Linked DNA regions of Mus musculus: region 2 is linked to region 1. Evidence: chromatin contacts called from public HiCAR-type data. All regions are on one chromosome and are shown on one strand. Each heading gives the region's core, a stretch centred on a gene start, on an enhancer-like site or on the middle of the called end of the contact. The rest is flanking DNA. Distances are from core to core; before and after follow the strand shown.

Region 1 (4,625 bases), core at 2,052-4,551:
GTGACGTCACCCTTTACCCTGACAAAACAATCTCAACCAGAGAACATCAGCAACTCCCCAAAACAGTGCTTGAACAGCATGTTCCTCATGATGGATCAGCTTACACAGCTGCCCCATCCTTCATCCTCCACCGTGATTCTTCTGAGGGTCACGGGGTGCCTGCCAAGGGTCTGACCACCACTTCACACCTCAATAGCAGGACAACATATTACTTGATTTTCATACAGTCACTAGAAAGGCACTTTCGAATGTCCTCTTTCTCTGAGTCACTAGTATGTTTCTTTGGAGACACCTCCAACTCTGGAAGCCATCTCTTCTAGAGGAAAGTCAGGGAAGGAAATGAACTATCCCTGTACACTATTTGGCTGTTTTTAGGTCAACTTGATACAAACTAGAGTCATCTGAAAGGAGGGAACCTCAGTTAGAAAATGCCCCCATAAGATCCAGCTATAAGGCGTTTTCTTACTTGGGGATTGATGGGAGAGGACCCAGCCCATTTTAGGTGGTGCCATCCCTAGGCTGGTGGTCCTATAAGAAAGCTACCTGAGCAAGCCATGGAGAGCAAGCCAGTACACAGCACACACACACACACACACACACACACACACACACACACACACACACAGCACAGCTTGGTTTCTGGTTCACATGAAATCACCTCCCAAGGAGCCAGGAGATACCCCCAAGTGGGCAGATCAGAGGGAGTGGTGTAGTCACAACAAGGCACAGGGGACCTGCATAAATCTTCAGATAAGTCCTGGCCAGTATAGGGTCAGAGCAGGCCTCATGCACATGGTTATAAGAACAGCCCTAACCTTCCTTTTTTGACAACTGTCACTTAAGCCAGGGAACACTGTAAAACACATACCTTCTGTACACATAAAGGCCACCGTAAGAGAACAAAGATCAGACAGGGCTTCCAACTCTCCATGGTGTCAGAATCTTAGAGCAGGCAGGCAGGCAGGGCTGCAGCAGCTGTCTAGATAAATCTCCCTTTGATGCCACACCAGAGGGGACTGGAAGCAATGTGAGCCCTCTCGCCACCAACACACTCCAATATTCTCCTTCCTCTCTGGAAGTTCTGGGGTAGACATTCCTAATATTCTCCACTGATTTCCAGGCACCAATGGACAGTAGAAGTACCTCCCTTAAAGACAGGCGATCACTCTTGGCTGGAGCTACAAAGGACCGAGGAAGCACCGGTGTGCTCTGACCTGGTGTCTGGAGGACCATGATGGTGGGAAGCATGGCTAAACTCCATAGACACATACTAGGAACAGGAATGAACCTTGGCTAGTCAATGCCACTGACACACTGGGTATGTTACTTACTGCAGCACAATGCAGCCTATCTAAATCCAGGTTCACAGAACTTGATCAGTAACAACCACGCTGATTTGATTTCTAGCTATCCTGTCAAGACTTTGTTGGGTGGGATAGGGTTCTAGGCTGTAGGATCAGAATCAAATTCTGGTGAACACCCATTTCTCATTTCTGTTCTGAGTTGTTTCCATGAGAAGTCTGACTGAATCAAGATTTACCAAAAAAAAAAAAACCACTTTACAGCTGCCAGAAACATAGTATTTAGGAGCACACAGTGAGTCTCAAGAAACGTACTAGAATTCAAGCCACAAAAGTAGATTCTTTGACCACAACATTGAATTTTGAAGTAACTAACGACCAGATGTCAGCAGAAGCTTTCAGAGTAAAAAGCACGCTCATCGTTGGGTAAGGGAAGGAACAGGAAGATCGAGAATACTTTGGGGTGAATGAGCATGAAGCTATGCTGCATGCCAGCCTGCCCCACTACACCACGTGACAGCATTCCCAGAACCCCCAACAGCAACCTGGGCACATTGCTAACAGGGAGCAGAGCACCTATTTTAGAAAGGACAAGCCTCTCTCGAGTCACCTTTAAAAGGAGGTAGAATCACAATAAATTGAGCTGTGAGCAACCACAAGAAATTAAAGAATATAGTCAGTTTCCATAAACACAAAAGGAACAGCAAGAGATGCCACGGCCAACTGTAAGTCAACCAAGAGCGGTTGTCGGGGAAGCAACTCCCAAAACCACTGTGGCAAGCAATGGGAAGCCCAGGGGGCTTCATGTTTGTTTAGGAAACTTGAAATTTAGCTTAACATCTCTGCATTAAGCAACAAGTAAAACATGGGGTTCAGAGGTCAGTCTATTTCATTCCACCTAACCCTTATAGAAGAACCAACTCTACCAAAGTCTCTGAGAAAACCACTGAGCCTGGAAGGCATGTCCCATGTCCTCACTCCCATGTGGTTTGCTCCCAGGGGTCCTGTGTCTGGGGGAGGCGGAGGCACAACCCAGTCCTCAGTGTGATTCTGCTGAGAGGGTGTAGGGCCTGTAAGAGGTGGGACTTGGGCCTGGTGAGATGGCTCAGTGGGTAGAGATGTTTGCTGCCTACGCCTGACAAAAGAACCAATGGAAAGATGGAAGATGAGAATCAACTCCACCAAGCTCTCTTCCGACCTCCATATGTGTGCTGTGACATGCTCACTGCGCCCCCCTCCCCATATATATCACATACAGCACGGTAAGAAGAGTGACAACATTTTAAAAGGTGGGGCCCACTGTGAGATAATCAGAAATCATTTGCCCACACATAGCCCTGGCACAAACCTATGCCAACCGGAAACTATGAGTCACAGCATTTTAGAATCCCAGGAGAAGGACCTTAAGTGTTGTGCTGTCCCCACTACTGTCCCCACTACTGTCATGCCTGTGCCAGAAAGCATGGCCAAGAACCTGTGAACTAAAGTAAGAAGCACAACACAACACAACACGGTCTGACTTAGTTCTACTGATGGGAATTCAGTCTGTGCCGAGACCGATCCGCAGGCAACAGTCCATGTCCAGCAAGGTGGGACTTTGCCTCAGATTTTTTACTGGTAAACAAACAAACTAAGTGCATCAGTACAAATCAACATAAGTATCAGAATTGTTGCTCACAATAATTGTATCTACTGAATTCATTGAAAATAATGTTGGTTGCTGGGCAGAGCACACCTTTAACCCCAACACTTGGGAGGCAGAGGGAGGTGGATCTCTGAGTTCGAGGCCAGCCTGGTCCTCAGAGTGAATTCCAGGACAGCCAGGGCTACACAGAAAAATCCTGGCTTGAAAAAGAAAATAATGTTGGGGTAAAATTATGCTAAGAGACAGAGAATGTCACCAAGGGCAAAGCAAAGCCTGTTTGTTTATGCAGGGTTGTGTAGCCAACGTGGTATCCAAAAATAATTAACCCGGCTAGTGTTTGTCCGGACAATGAGGCAATAGTCTGAGGTGATCTCGTGTCTCTGTGACCTGACTAAATACCCGGAGGGCAAACAGACAAAGTCCTGAAAGTTCCATGTTTTGCTGGGGTTACAGGAAAGCAAGGTGACGTTTTTTGTTGAATGTCTATGGAAAAAAAAAATGTGTCAGTGTGTTCCACTTAGCAACCCTTCCACCATGACACGATCGCATGAAGGCTACATGTGAGGGAATGCATTTGTGCCCTGCACTTCCTGAAAGGTCCCTATGTGATGAATGGCGGGAGAGAGTGTGGCTGGATGGAAAGTCACATGAGTCAATAACACTTAACTACTGAATTTAACAACAAATGTTGGAATTTAATAATCAAAGCCAAGAGAAGGCCATGTCAATCTATACGAGAAAAATATCTTCAAAGGGATGAGCACTGCCCCCCTCCAAAGGAACTCATAGTCAGGCCTCATTTCCACTTGCTTCGACTGTACAGCCAACTGGATACCCTAGCAAATCCCCACCTCATTGTGCCAAGAATCCTGGCCTTCCTGCCTCATCCTGTGTACATTATTCTCTAGTACATACAAGGTCGCTATGAGACCTGAAACCCAACGGTGATGGCAGGGTCAGTGGAGCAGAGCAGGCAGCCAGCTGGGTTACAGTGGACGGACAGTCGAGTAGAACAAAGACCACGATCGATGCTACCACTGCCATAGACTCTCTTCCCATCACCTGGCGTGACTCGGGCAAAATGCAACTGCCAGGTCTCCTTTCCAGGAACTGGCGAATGCCGTCACTGGGGCATCCCCAACCTGGACACAACGAACCAATAGGCTCCTTGGTTCCTGCTCCTGGGTGAGGTGAGTCAATGGTAAGTGCATCAAGAACTGGCCATCCATCAGGATTCCGGACCTGTAGCCCAGGGACAGGGCCACCTGCACAACCAAGTCAGGCTGTGTCCTCATGTCAGGTCTGGGGACAGGTTGCCAAGAAGAGGAACTGGACTTATTCTGGGCAACTTGGGTTGGGATTCTCGCTCCATTATACCGCTGGCCAGAGAATTTGGTCAGCAACAAGAACTACAAGCTGCTGCTGGAATCTGTGACAATGATAATTTGATGCCACGCCCAGCCCTTGTCATTCCTGCTACTTGCTGACCAGTCTCTGTCCTTCTGCTGTATAGTCGGCTCTTCAACTCGGCCCCAGGAAAAGGAGCACATCACCAGCCTGTCCCATCCCACCAAGTGCACCCGAGCCGATTGCGACAGTCTCCCTGCTTCCCTCAAGAGTCCTGTATACAGAGGGAACCTTTGTGCCATAGTCACTGGCTCCTCCTGACTGTCCTCTGG
Region 2 (5,059 bases), core at 2,542-5,041, 1.5 Mb before region 1:
GCTAGTGGGGCTCAGCTGTCTGTCTCTCTCTGTTGGTCGTAAATGGTGTACATCTTTGCAGGTAGATTTTTGGGTGGACCCTAGTTAGTCATGTTCCTAGGAAGATTTCTATGATAAACTCCATGTGATGTAATGTTAGCATTTTAGCTGTTAACAACGTCCTGCTCTGAGCTTCTCAGTACATTCATCCACATTGCTGTGCGACCATCTGTCCATGGCTCTCCAGAACCCCGCATCTTGCAACACTACAATGGCTCCCTGTTCCTCTCCCAAAGCTCCTGGCAACTGTCATTTTAATTTCTGTCCTGCGGTCCTCCTGTAAGTGGAACCAGCCAGAATTTCTCCTTTCTGTGACAGGCATAATGCTTTAAAGGATCATCCGTGGTAGAGTGCATGTCGACTTCCCTTCCTTCTCTCTTTCCATTCGTTCCTTCTTCAGGCTTAATAGTCCAGTACTTAATACTTAGTACTCGAGTGTGGATCCACTGTGTCTTACAGATCCAGTTGTCAGTTAATGACACCTGGGCAACTTCCACCTTTGGGTGATGAGAGATGATGCTATTGGGACCTGGCCGTGTTGTCCCTCATCGCTGTTCTTCGGTTAGACACCCAGAAGCAACTGCAGCCTTTTGGGGTTCCTTGACATGGCCAGACTGCAGCTAAGACACTGTATGATCACTGGCTTCGCAATGCCCTCCAGCTCTTGGTTGGCACCCACAGGGTACGAACCAGGCCTGCAGGAAAGGAAGGAAGCTTCTTACCAAGCTATTTTGACAGATTGCATAAACTTGGTGATTAATGGAAGGAGAAAGAAGGAAGAATGTCTTTGAGAGAGAGAGAGAGAGAGAGAGCGCTCAAGTAAGCGCCTCTAGGGCTGCTTGGTTTTATTTTCAATTAAAAGGGTCTGACTTTGTTTCAGGAGAATGGTTTTAATTTGGGTAAATGGTTCAGCCTGGGAACCACATGCCAGCACTTATGATCTACGAGTGCAATTACACAGGGTTACCTCAGCCGAGCTTTGGAGGGAATAGTGCAGAGCCCAGCTTGCTCTGTTTTGGCTCTGTTGAATGGTGCTGGAGGCCCCCGAGTCACTGGGAGGAGGCAGCTTTTCTGATCAGTACAGGGAGCTTGCTGGGAGCAGCAGCAAGAGCCATGACACTCTTCGTGGCTGGCACTGGTTAATTTTTACCCTCTAAGAATGTATTCACAATTCTAAGGAGTGTCAACAAATGGCTGCCCGTCCCTCTTGGAACACACAGAACCAGACTCAAACTGAGCCAGATTTGCTGGTCCCCTTCCCAGTGTGACTGTTGGCATCACTGGTCAGGTTTGGAAGGAGGAGGGACCACTCATCCTCAGGTTCACCCAGAGTTTTTGAGGCTCCTAGGCCAGATGGGACTGTGGGCCCTAGGGAGAGGGAGAAAAGGCTGGTCTACATGGGTGGTCATCTCTGGCTGCTTCTTCTTCTTTTTTTATATTTATTTATTTATTTATTTATTTATTTATTTATTATATGTAAATACACTGTGGCTGTCTTCAGACACTCCAGAAGAGGACATCAAATTTCATTACAGATGGTTGTGAGCCACCATGTGGTTGCTGGGATTTGAACTTGGGACTTTTGGAAGAGCAGTCGGCACTCTTAACCGCTGAGCCATCTCACCAGCCCTCTGGCTTATTTTTAAGACGTTGAAGGAGGTGGGGCCACGTGGGGGCTTGATAGTGTGGATCAACTACCTGCAATAGCCAAGGGAAATTGCACAAGGCGAAGAAGAATGGGAAAACTCAGGAAGATGATTGTACTTATCAACTAGAATGAGATGAGGCATAGGGCAGGTCCCCACAATGGCGGTAATGTGGTTTGCAAATCTGCACCAGTACCCACTGATCTCAGGGAGTTGGTGGACCCTTAGGGAAGGTGGGCCACTGGGACCTTCAGGGTGGGAGGCGGAGTTCTGAGGATGCAGACTGCAAAGCAAGATCGGGTATCATTTTTTTGCTGGCTTGTGGAAAGCCTGATCCTCATCATTCTCCCAGAAAAGGAAGCATAAGGGATGATTGGGGCATGGGAGAAGAGGAAGGCAGGGTGGACTCTAGTACTTGGGTCCTGACCTCTTTCCTAAGGAAAGACAGGGAGGTGGGTATGTTAGTCAATTGAGAGTTACGGCAACAAAACACCCCAGGTAGGTTGGCTTTGGAAAAATAAGGTTTGTCTGGCAAACAGTTTTGGAGATGGCAAGTCCAGTACTTCTTAGATCCTGGTGAGGGTTTCATGGCAGAGAGCAGCACAATGGTGGGAATATATCTGGGAGAGTGTTCATATCTTGAAACAGGAAGCCAGGTTGTGATTCAGAGCTATTCTCTGATAGCTCAGGATCTCATGAGTTTCCATGTTGGTTTCCCCAATGACCTCGCTGCCTCCCACCCTGCCTCGGAGGCTGACCTCGAGCTCCTGATACTCCTCCCACCATGCCTCTGGGGTTCTAGACAATGTTTTTCTATTAGGCTCCACCTCTTACAGGTGTCCCCCCTCCCCCAACTTCTCAGTACCTCCGCACAGAGAATCAAGCTTCTAGCATGTGTCTCTCTTGAGGGACACACTTGAACAGTACCCAAACTGTATTAGTGAGCCCCTATGGGTCCACTGTGTGACACTATGCTACGTAGCCTCATTTCTCTGAAGCACCTCAATTTCCTCGTTCCTCGGAGACCTTTCTCATTTTTCTTTAGCAAGTGTCATTGTAACTAGCTGGCAATGATCAAGAATTTGAAACCAGTGAAACATCATCAACATGAAACAGTTATTTTTAAATTTTATTTATTTATTTATTTATTTATTTATTTATTTATTTATTATATGTAAGTACACTGTAGCTGTCCTCAGATTCTCCAGAAGAGGGTATCAGATTTCGTTACGGATGGTTGTGAGCCACCATGTGGTTGCTGGGATTTGAACTTGGGACCTTCGGAAGAGCAGTTGGCACTCTTAACCGCTGAGCCATCTCACCAGCCCTGAAACAGTTTTTTTTGTTTTTTTTTTTCTTTTAACTCCTTTACCCCTGCATCCATTTTAGTAGACATGATGTAGAAATCTGGGTCACCAGTACACACGTACTGGTCTTGTAAGACAATTTGTTAGGAAAATTAACAGAACAGAAGGCAATCAATTCTCACACTATAACCTCACACTGTGGCGAATGATCACTTTCCTCCTCCTGTCTGGCCATTTTCAGAGGTTCGAGTTAGAGGCACAGTGTATGCACATGCAGTTAGCACTAATTTTCGCAAGGCTCCCCCTACCCCATCCTAAGTATGCCTCATGCTCCCACTATCTTTACATGAGTGCTGGGAATGGCTTTATAGAGTGTTCATGGTGATGACCAAACCAGTCCCGGTCCCTCAACTTCAGGGCTGACTTAGAAGCAATTCTTGTCAATGCCTCTCTCTGAAAACCCCAACTCCTTGTTGTCTACTGCTGGCCAAGTAGCTGGGTGCCCTTCTAATTTTGCAGGTAGCCTGAAAAAAGTCTGTGTAGAAGTGGCCCTTGTAGGTTGTGGGCTGTAGTCATATCTCCACATTCTGCATTCCTCAGCCGGAGCACTGACTGGTTTCCTTGTCCTGATTTCTGGGGCTCCCTGAGTGAACTCAGACACCGGCGACCAACACTGTTCTGATGGTGCTGGGCACGCACTGGAGCGTTAGTGCTGACTTTGGCCCTGCGGGTGTTTCTGGCTGGGACTGTTGGTAAGTGTCCAGCTGAGGCCTCTGAATTCAGCCATGCACCACACTGCCAACCCAGCCCTGCTCCAGGCAGACTGGGTCAGTTCTTGGTGCCAGGATGAGCTGGGAGGGTGAGTGTGGCTGAGCTGACAGAGACTTTTGTCTGACTATGATCTCTATTGTCCCGTGTCCCTTTAACCTCTGGAATTACCGTCTGGCCTTTCGTTGTTTCCGCCACGTTCTGCCCGTCGTCAGAACCACGTGTCTTGGGAACTTCAGTTCCCTGGCTCCTGTGGTGCCAGATGGTTTTGTTCAAATAAGGGGAGAGCCTCAGCCTGGAGCTGCTGGGGACAAAGTGGCCCTGCCTATTTGTTCTAGGGGTGAGAGGGATGGAGCAGGGAAGACTGCAAGAACCAAGTGGCTCTCACACCTGCCTCTGCCTCGTGGTTCTAGAGCTGTCCTTCGGCTCCTGTGAAGTGTTGCTGAAGACATGTTAGTATTGACCTTGCTGAGTGGTTAGCGGTGGGGTTGTGCACCTAGGGACCTTCCTATATAAAAGTGAAGGGCACACTTGCGGTCTTTCTTCCTTGATATGATTTCTTGTTGGGGCCAAAGAAGCCTTTTATAATAGGGACAGTGACCTCATGCCAGCCCCCTTCTCCTCCCCCTACTGGTCAGGTCGGATTGGCTGCAAGGCCTCTTGAGCTTTCTTAGCCCTTTTCCCCTCCAGGGTGTTCTAAGGGGGCATGCTGTGGGTCACAGGTCTTCATGTTTATGTCCTGAGACTGAAGTAGCCATGCGGTGGTAACATGTTTGATCTTTCGCTTTTCAGTCAACTCCAAGGACAAGATAGCTTTGTGTCCTTGGACCAGGAATTACCTGACTCAGAGGCTCTGTTTTATCCTTGTCTGAAGCCCACATGCTTTGCATGAGTGTGCGTGGGATGCTAGCGGTTCTGTGCTCAGCTAGGAACAGTCTAGCTTATCGTAAAGAGAAGGGTGTAGGGGTGGGGTGAGGGGGAAATGTGTAAGAGAGCACAAACTCGCACAGGGTTTCCCAAGGTTTCATTAATGTTTCCAGGGTCATGATTTTTTTCTTCTTGGAGTTTTGCTTTGCAATATATGTCTTTAACATTCAAAAGAGTAGTTTGTACTTTTTACAGATTTGGGGAATTTTACTGGGTGTTACTTTCTTGGAAATAAGCCATGTTTCCAGTTACCCGTCTCAGTGAAAGTTGATGGCAAATGCCTGCGAGGAATGCCTGTAAGGCTCCCTGTTGTGAACTGCAGATACAAAGCCAGTACTTAACTATGCTGGTAGCACAAAAGAATTGTTCTTT

Evidence for each region. HiCAR-type assays count read pairs that join an accessible place to other places.
Region 2: a HiCAR-type map of kidney shows a contact between it and region 1, with 6 times the contacts expected there. The contact joins two enhancer-like sites. A contact is called at or near these places in 1 of 115 datasets of contacts at active chromatin or transcription factors (kidney) and 1 of 9 other capture datasets (embryonic stem cells).

The regions. Positions count from the first base shown.
Region 1 is chr11:7,151,952-7,156,576 of GRCm38.p6, reverse strand. The region is part of intron 14 of Adcy1 (adenylate cyclase 1); the gene reads right to left. Among named protein-coding and RNA genes, the nearest start is that of Ccdc201, 34 kb to the left of the region's middle. Within about 2 kb of position 3,301, at least 9 of the 459 cell types and tissues checked have an H3K27ac peak or open chromatin away from gene starts, as enhancers often do. A contact at or near this core is called in kidney, where this site is marked.
Region 2 is chr11:8,652,868-8,657,926 of GRCm38.p6, reverse strand. The region is part of intron 1 of Tns3 (tensin 3); the gene reads left to right. Among named protein-coding and RNA genes, the nearest start is that of Tns3, 9.1 kb to the left of the region's middle. Within about 2 kb of position 3,791, at least 92 of the 459 cell types and tissues checked have an H3K27ac peak or open chromatin away from gene starts, as enhancers often do. A contact at or near this core is called in kidney, where this site is marked.